Regions from separate parts of the Zea mays genome. Here region 1 is linked to region 2. Evidence: chromatin contacts called from public Hi-C data. All regions are on one chromosome and are shown on one strand. Each heading gives the region's core, a stretch centred on a gene start, on an enhancer-like site or on the middle of the called end of the contact. The rest is flanking DNA. Distances are from core to core; before and after follow the strand shown. Region 1 holds the start of LOC100193489. Region 2 holds the start of LOC732814 (DNA mismatch repair protein).

Region 1 (4,618 bases), core at 1,800-4,299, 180 kb after region 2:
TGGTCTTCCTTACCATCAAGGCAATGTTTGCATCAAGGTCATCATCACTTGAGGATTCTTCCTCAACTTGTATTTTTGCTTTTCCTTTTCTTTCATGATTTGCTTTGAGAGCCAAATCCTTTCTTTTGGAAGATGATTCTTCTTTGTCGTTGATGTGCATGTACATTTCATGGGCATTGATCTTTCCCAAAATTTGTGTAGGTGTGGTAACCGAAAGATCCATTTGATGTAGCACAGTGACAATGTGTCCATATTTGTCTATTGGGAGGACACTGAGAATCTTCCTCTCAACATCCGGTTGTGAGATTTGAGTAAGCCCCAATCCATTGACTTCCTCTACAAGAATATTAAGTCGTGAGTACATAGCGTTTGCATTTTCATTAGCAAGCATTTCAAAAGAATTTAACTTTCGCATAGCTATGTGATATCTTTCCTCACGTTCACTTCTAGTTCCTTCGTGTAGAGCACAAATGTCCATCCACAAATCATGAGCATTTTTATGATTCCGAACTCTATTGAACACATCTTTGCAAAGGCCTCTAAAAAGGGTGTTTTTGGCCTTCGCATTCCATTTCTCATAATTGAACTCATCACCTACAAGATTTGTGGCATCTCTAGGTTCGGGGAACCCTTGTGTGGCGGCTTTATAGACACCGATGTCTATAGCCTCTAAGTATGCTTCCATACGAATTTTCCAATAAGGAAAATCGTCACCATCAAAAACGGGAGGAGGTCCATCCCCACCGGACATCGTAACTCTAGCGGTTAAGCTAATCTATGAGCAACAAGGCTCTGATACCAATTGAAAGGATCACGATGCCCAAGAGGGGGGGTGAATTGGGCTTTTCTAAAAATCAACACTAATTAAAACCTAAGCAAGAGCTAAACAAGAGCCCAACTTCACCCCAACAACTAGCACTAAGAATATAACACTAGAAATGTAACAAAGCTAAGATAATACTTCAAATACTTGCTAAACAAATACACAATGTAAAGTGCTTAAATTGAGTGCGGAATGTAAAGCAAAGTTTAGAAGACTCCTCCAATTTTTCCCGAGGTATCGAAGAGTCGGCACTCTCCACTAGTCCTCGTTGGAGCACCCGCGCAAGGGTATCGCTCCCCCTTGATCCTCGCAAGAACCAAGTGCTCACTACGAGATGATCCTTTGCCACTCCGGCGCGGTGGATCCCTCGAGACCGCTTACAAACTTGAGCCGGGTCACCAACAAGATCTTCACGGTGATCACCGAGCTCCCAACGCCACCAAGCCGTCTAGGTGATGCCGATCACCAAGAGTAACAAGCCATAGACTTTCGCTTGACCAAGAGAAGCCTAATGCAAGTGGTGTGTGCTCTAGGTGGCTCTCACTAGCGCTAATGAGGAACAAGCACGGATTATGATTCTCTAATCTCCTCACTAGGCTTTTGGTGCTTGCAATGCTCTACCAAAGTGCTGGAATAAATGTGGAGTGCAAGACATTGAATATGGTGGGTGGAGGGGTATAAATAGCCCTCACCCACCAACTAGCCGTTATAGGAAACTTGCTGCGCGATGGCGCACTGGACAGTCCGGTGCGCCACCGGTGCGCCAACGGTCACTTCCAACGGCTAGTTCTGACACGGAGCCGTTGGACTCATGGCGCACCGGACAGTGAACAGTCCACTGTCCGGTGCACACCGGACAGTCCGGTGCGATGTCCGGTGTGCCACTAAAATTCATCTCCGAAGGCAGCGCTCTCGGGTTTCTGCGACTGGGAAGGCTCTGCTGTGGACCAGCCTGGTCCCACCTGGCAGAGGGTGCACCGGACAGTCCGGTGCACACCGGACAGTCCGGTGCCCCAAAGCCAGAAACCCTAACTCTTGTTTTTCAGCTGATTTTCAAATCGGTTTTCGTTCTAACTTGAGTGTGAGTTCTAGAGTGACACCTAGCACTGTATATGAGTGTGATTGTGCACCAACACTACACTAGAACTCTCTTGGTCAAACTACTCATCGACAACCCCTCTTTATAGTACGGCTAAAAGAGAATAAAAGACCTAACTAAATCGCGAGTGTCCACATCTCCTTGACACTCGGACTCCGTAGACCTTCACCTTTTGTTCCGTCGTTTTAGCCGTCGCTTCGAGTTCTTATCTACGGGATTGCTTTCACATTGTAGTGCTTTTACCTGTCATGCGACCTAACTTACCATTTGTCTCTGCAAAACACACGTTAGTCACATATAATATTACGTTGTCATTAATCACTAAAACCAACCAGGCCCGTTTAGCACGAAAAAAGCGGACCGAAAAGCGGGCTATGCCGGCCGAAAAGTACGTTTTAGTGTAAAAAAAGCGGGCTTAACGGGCTTAGAGCTAAACGGGCCGTGCCGGGCTAGCCCACCGTGCCTAATTTCCTGTCCGAGCCCGACCCGCTTATTCGTGCCGGGCCAGTTCGGGCCCGCATATAACCGGGCCGTGTCGGGCTCGGACCGGGCCCAAACAACGGGTTTCGTGCCGGGCTCGCGGGCCTCGTGCTTATTGGACATCTATAATCACCACTCAGTTAATTAGGGTTTGGCACTAGACGCGTCTTTGCTCAGCCTGCGACTAAACGACTGTTATTAACTACGGTTTTGACGAGGGCTATCCGTTCTTTTTGATTCCGTCCTATTCAGTCCTTGTTCGTCGAATTGTACCCGGAATCGTTCTGGTTAATCAAACTTTATATAAATTAGAGAAGCAATCTATCTAGAAATCGTTCCGGTCCATCAATCCGACACAAACAAACAAGTCTCACCGGGCTACCGCCCGTACCGTGCCACCACCGGAAAAGGGAATTCCCGTCTCTGGAGCCGGCTTTGATGTCCGAGCGACTCGTCTCTGCCGCCCAGTGGTGCCTTGCCGCCTTCCAGTATGTGGGACAGTGGGAGTGGGACTGCACAACCCAACTGGACCGTCTGTCTTTTAACTCGCACGCAGGCACGCAGCCGGGCGCTCTCCTCCCCGTCCGTCTATTCTCTATACAAAAGCGGGACTCCGTGTCGCCCCTGCCCACCTGGCCGCTCCATCTCGCGTCCAACAATCAATTCGGCGTCGCTCTCGTCTCATCAGTCATCACTCCGCGACTGCGAGCGAGCGAGCGAGGCCCTTCCGCGCCACGCGCAATGGACGCTGCTCTGCTCGTGACCGTCCTCGTCCCCGCGGTGGCGGCGCTCCTCGTCCTCGGGGCCGCGTCCGCCTCGCCGCCGCGCGCCTTCTTCGTGTTCGGGGACTCCCTCGTGGACAACGGCAACAACAACTACCTCATGACCACGGCGCGGGCCGACGCGCCGCCCTACGGGATCGACTTCCCCACGCACCTGCCCACGGGGCGGTTCTCCAACGGGCTCAACATCCCCGACATCATCAGCGAGCACCTCGGCTCCCAGCCCGCGCTGCCGTACCTCAGCCCCGACCTCCGCGGCGACCAGCTGCTCGTCGGCGCCAACTTCGCGTCCGCCGGCGTCGGCATCCTCAACGACACCGGCATACAGTTCGTAAGCAACAACAGAGACAGATAATAGGCAGCCGCGTCGTTGCCTGCCGCGCGCGTTCTCGCCACCGGCCGGCCGGACCCGGACGACAGGGATACAGCAGTACGTCCTGTAGTGTAGCTGCATATACAGCAGAACTAACCTTCGTTATTACGTACGTACGGCGTGGCCAGGTGAACATCATCGGGATCGGGCAGCAGCTGCACAACTTCCAGGACTACCAGCAGAGGCTGGCCGCGTTCGTCGGCGACGACGCGGCGAGGCAGGTCGTGAGCAATGCGCTCGTCCTCATCACGCTCGGCGGCAACGACTTCGTCAACAACTACTACCTGGTGCCCTTCTCCTTCCGCTCCCGCCAGTTCGCCATCCAGGACTACGTCCCGTACCTCATCTCCGAGTACAGGAAAATCCTCACGGTAAATTGCTTCAGCTCTCCCTTCAAATTCCAGCTACTCAATCATCATCAAGCGTAAATTAGTCAAAAAAAATATAGAGATAATTTAGGAGAACCGGGACAAGTAGTCGTGTTATCCAAGCGTTATTTCCAGTACAAAATTCTGCGAACGCATTATGCCTAAGTCCTAACCCGGAGTAAAGGGGAAAGAAATAATAAAAAAAAGTAGCTGCTTACTGACTCAAACACAAGCAAGAAGATATGGGCCGGTAGGTAGCTGATTGTTGGCGTCGGTTTCCGAGAGGCCGGGAAGGAGACACAAAACTGTAGCAGGTGAATGCTTCTTGGCACGCCAGTGTGTAATTTTGGGCAGTATATGTGTTCTGACTGGCATGGCCGGCCGTGGCCTCTAGTTCACAAGCTGGCAAGCTGCCCCATACCAAAGTGCAGTGTTACAAGACAGTTTCTGCGCAGAGTTTCAGCAGTTTCAGGCACCAGCCGATGCGATGCGAGAAGTGACAAAACCCTTGATGGCCAGTCCGAGTGGCAGTCTGATATGTTTGTTCCCTAGGAAGCAAGACTCCAAACCCGCAATTGCAGCCCCCGCCCCCAGTGTCGAGTGCTGTTCAGCAGAACAACACAACTGCTGAACGTCTGTACCTACTATATGTTTATATTATTATATATATGAAGCTTCATATAAGTAGCTAGC
Region 2 (4,395 bases), core at 1,136-3,635:
CGAGCGACCAGAAAACATAGGATGCAATGAGTGAAAAAAGGCCAAGACAATCAAGTGAATGAGTGATTGGATCCTAACTGATGTATAAAACCCAAATAAGTTTGTCATACAACTCCAGAAAGGCTTACCTTAGCTCCTACAGTTGCAGAGCACTTTTGGGTTGTTGGAACAGTTATTTTCGTAATTTTAAAATTTACAGAGACATTTGCATTCATATGTTACAGCAAACAATGAGTATCAATGAATGCATTGTGCCGAGAAATGGGAAATGACTTTAAATCTTACCACGGAATAACCACATCGAGTCAAATCATCCAATGTCTGCCGTAAATTCTGCAAGTGAAAGTCTTCATTTGCTTCATGATACTACTACAAATACTGATATGTTGGCTCTAAGAACTTTGGTAACAAATCAAAATTACAGAGCAGAAAAATGCTATATTAAACCATACCACGACTGGACACCCAGCTTTAGGAATACTGTCGGAACGCAAACCTCCAAAAGGATTTAAGCCTGCATGCTCTACGAGAATACAGGCATCAAAACCGATAGCTTCATAGAAATCTCCTACCTGAGTAACAAAATCATCAAATAAAATAAATTGTTATTATTTCCATTCCAATATTATAAAAACAATTCAGAACATTAATGAAGTTGACAAAAGGTCAAACTATTTAAATAAATTTCATGTCTTGGATCGGAGAGAAAAAATTAACAACAGGGAGCAATATAATACTTCTGGATGTTATTCTGATAAAATGCTGAGAGTGAGTCTAATTATATTGAGAGCTGTGAGGTGAATTGGTGAAACAGATAAAATTAGTCTATGCACCACGAGTTGCACCACATGTAAGATGGCAAATACCTAGCAAAGTGCATATAGCACGGTATCACATGTCACCCAGATCCCTGATATAGGTAGCACACATAGATGAGATGGTTATGACAAGGTATGTCGGGTATGACAGCATTAAGATTCCATTTCCCCTTCCACTAAAAGTCTATGTGATACTGAATTTTTATCAGAGAATCATAAAAAACATACAACTTAATGGAACGCTACATCAGAACATACTCTGCAAAGTAGAACCTCACGAGGAAATTTTGATTTAAATACCAAAATCTCCATGTTCAGGGTTCCATCTTTCAAGCTGAACAAATAGTGCAGTATTATGTCAGTGATAACATCATGTGAACCTTTCAAGATAGAAAGAAAAAAGAGCATAATTATGTCAGCCACGCATAAAGCATATACCACACCTTCCGTTTCTTAAATTCGGATCCAACCCTAATATATTTGAATACACAAGCCTCTGAGTCAATTGTATGGATGATGGTTTTCTGCACCTCTCCATTTTCTGAAACATCAGATAGTATAGGATCAATAAATAACAGAAGAAACAGCCTTGGTGCATGGGGTAGAGATATCAGCTGTTTGCAACGACCTCTTTCCACCACATGATATGCGACAGCATACTTTCATCACAGTATTCTCCCTGTTTGTTAGCTTTCCTGGACGCCACTGAAATGCCTCGTGAGACCTTCCTTGGCTTGGACCAAGCCCTCCGATCGAACATCCTGGAGCAAAGGATCATCAAGATTACAAGGCAATGTAAATGGGTCAAAATGGTGCGATACTAAATCCAAATTAGTGAAAAGTATGTAATCGCTTCATTATTCAGTGGAAGGGACTTCAGTTACATGGGCTAACAATTTGCCACCAATCAAGTCACATTACACATCTGTGACATACCAAACTGAATTGCTTGTTCCTTCTACAAGTATCAATATAAATAAATTCAAATTTTATGCCAATGATCCAAACGCGGACCCAGCTACTCTCCTCGGTATTTTGTAGCTAGTAATTGTACATGTTTAGTCCGAGTTTCAGGCAGTAACCAAGTTGGTTATCGGTGTCCAGTGGAATGACATTCTTTTAACGATTCGCAGGAGAGAGAAAAAACGAGGCTCAATCACACCCAAACCCAATGCCCCAGAGATAGGGCCATATGGAGACAGCGAAGCTCACAGCACGGGAAGAGGGGAGCAGCGCGGCCGGCGGCGCCGGAGGATGGAGTCGGCGAGGGGCAGCCATCGCGGCGTGGCGGCCACAAGCGAGCTCACGAGCACCCGGTGCATGGCGCCGGCGCGGAAGAACGACGGCTGGCTAGTGCAGTAGTGCTTCGAGGCGCGCGTCTCCGTGCTGGCGAGTGGCGTCGTGTCCACGCTGGAATGGGAGGCGGCGAGGGGCGTGGGAAGTGATGGGAGAGGCGGAGCGGCAGGAGGGGTGGGGTTTTTCAGGCGTGCCGGGGCGCGAGAGTAGTGAAGGAGGCGAACTTGGGGAACCGCGGAGGTTCCCGTCGCACGTTTCTCGGGGTAGTGCGCACGCCTCACGACTCTCTCTTGCGGTTTTGACTGGTTGGGCCCGCTGGGGTCACGGGCTCACGGTCCCCGGGCGCTGGCAGGCCGCCAGCCCGAGTTTTTTTTATGTTGGTCCTTTTTAAGAAAAAAATCGTGTTTAATGTTTAGACCCCTAGATAACTTATTTCTGCATTTGGACTCGTTGCTCAATATCATAAGTTGTAGCACCAAGGTAACACAAGGCCGCTAGCGTCGAGGGCTGATGCAGCACCGACATGGCACTAGCTCGGCGCCATGGATCTGTGGCGCCGAGCTAGGAAGGCCTATAAATCGGTTGTTTCCTAGCCGAGAGCTGCACCCAACCATTTGTATCTTCTTCCATACCACCCAGAGGTGCTCCAATCTTCGTATTCGAGTTGGAAAACTTTGAAGACCAAGGTATAGTGTCTCACTGATTCATTTGTTACGTATATTGCGTTGTATGTTTTCGATTAATTAGTTTTGATTGTTGCTCATATTGCTATTAGTTATGAATCCTATGATATATGGTTCATATAATGACTACAGTTTGTTAGATAATTTATGAAATACATGTATTTATAAGTTAAAATCATTTCTGTTATTTCTATATAGTTGTGTTAATATATAATCGTTTGTTAGATGAAAAGACATGTATTAGGAGTCGTTGTGGCAGAAGAGAGATCGTCCTCGGGAGTTGTATCTGGATGTATCTAGTAAGGATGCTCATGTTCCTCCTGATCTTCCTGTACCTAATTGTGACTGTGGCAGACCGCCTTGGGTATGTCAATTCAAATATCTAGACACGGCTGCTCGCTGCTTCTACACTTGTGGCGTTTTTAACATATGTAGCTTATGACTTGTGTGTTATTGATGTTTACTACATGTGTACTAATGCTTCATTCCATTTCTGTAGGATCACTTGATGTGTTTTCCAATGGATCGACGGTCCTCATAAATTTGACCATCGATATCTCCTTTTCGCTAATTGGTTGTCCAGAAGGAATATACAGTGTTTTAAGCGTTGGGTGCCTCCTCCCCCGACACGACACCAATGACGGATGAGAAGAAGAACTTAGTCGCAGAAAGACGACTGAAGTCTCCGCCTCGGTGTGATTGCGGAGATCGTGTTGTCTTATGTAAGGACACTGTGAAGTACTTCGTGTGTCCCAACAGTAATTATGTGAGTGCATAACAAATGTCCAAAATTTTGTTATTTTTTCACAAATTTACTAATTTATTCCCCTACGGCCATACGGTGGGCGTAAGTGTAGTTTCATAGAGTGGTTGTATGGTCCTAGGTCCCATTGGCCTGAGCCAGAGGCAAAGAAAAAGAAAAAATGAGTGGCGGTTTTAATGAAGCTAAGTATGGATTAGTTCCTTCTGATCTTGGTGTGGGTTATTTTTGGACATGTGGTAGATTACGATGAGGTTGATATTGCTTTTTGATAGCATCAGTCGTAATGTTGCATTCGTACTTACTGTTTTTTGTGTAGGAGACGAGGAAATACAGTTAGGAAATCTAGCAATCCATTTTTCACCTTCATCATTTGTTGTATCTTTTAATTCCTTCAACTTATCCTCGAATAACGAAACCTCCAACTGTCGACAGACCTCCTCAAAAAGGGGGGAATTATTCTTGGTACAACCCTTTCGAAAAAGATTTTCTACTAGGTGTCGAGTGCTCCATCTGTGGTGCATGGGTGTGTAGCCAGGAATCTGCTCTTGCACTACATTAAGAATACCCTGGTTTCTGTCATATATGACACCAATCTCCCGACCAGGGCCCACGACATGGATCCGAACAAGTCGCAAGAACCAAAACGAACTATCTCTGTTCTCCCTCACCACCAAAGCAAATGCCAAAAGAACCAATGCGTTGTCCACGTCACATGAAATGGCAACCAACAATGTGCCCCTATACTTCCCAAGCAAAAAACTACCATCAATAGAGAGCACGAGACGATAATGACTGAAGCCCTCTGCGCACTGCGAGAAACACCAAAAAGCACAAA

The links. A called contact is a pair of places that touch in the nucleus more often than the background predicts.
Region 1: a Hi-C map of leaf shows a contact between it and region 2, with 7 times the contacts expected there. The contact joins the promoter of LOC100193489 here to the promoter of LOC732814 in region 2. A contact is called at or near these places in 2 of 25 Hi-C or Micro-C datasets (ear and leaf).

Annotation. Positions count from the first base shown.
Region 1 is chr10:132,009,049-132,013,666 of Zm-B73-REFERENCE-NAM-5.0, forward strand. LOC100193489 reads left to right here and starts at 3,050. Exons shown (of 4, transcript NM_001138603.1): 1 at 3,050-3,515; 2 at 3,686-3,928. The coding sequence starts at 3,144.
Region 2 is chr10:131,827,326-131,831,720 of Zm-B73-REFERENCE-NAM-5.0, forward strand. It overlaps LOC732814 (DNA mismatch repair protein), which reads right to left and starts at 2,386. Exons shown (of 22, transcript NM_001112428.1): 1 at 2,031-2,386; 2 at 1,447-1,579; 3 at 1,262-1,359; 4 at 1,077-1,152; 5 at 453-572; 6 at 286-333. The coding sequence starts at 2,140. LOC103641830 (a long non-coding RNA gene) reads left to right here. Exons shown (of 3, transcript XR_560521.3): 3 at 1-275.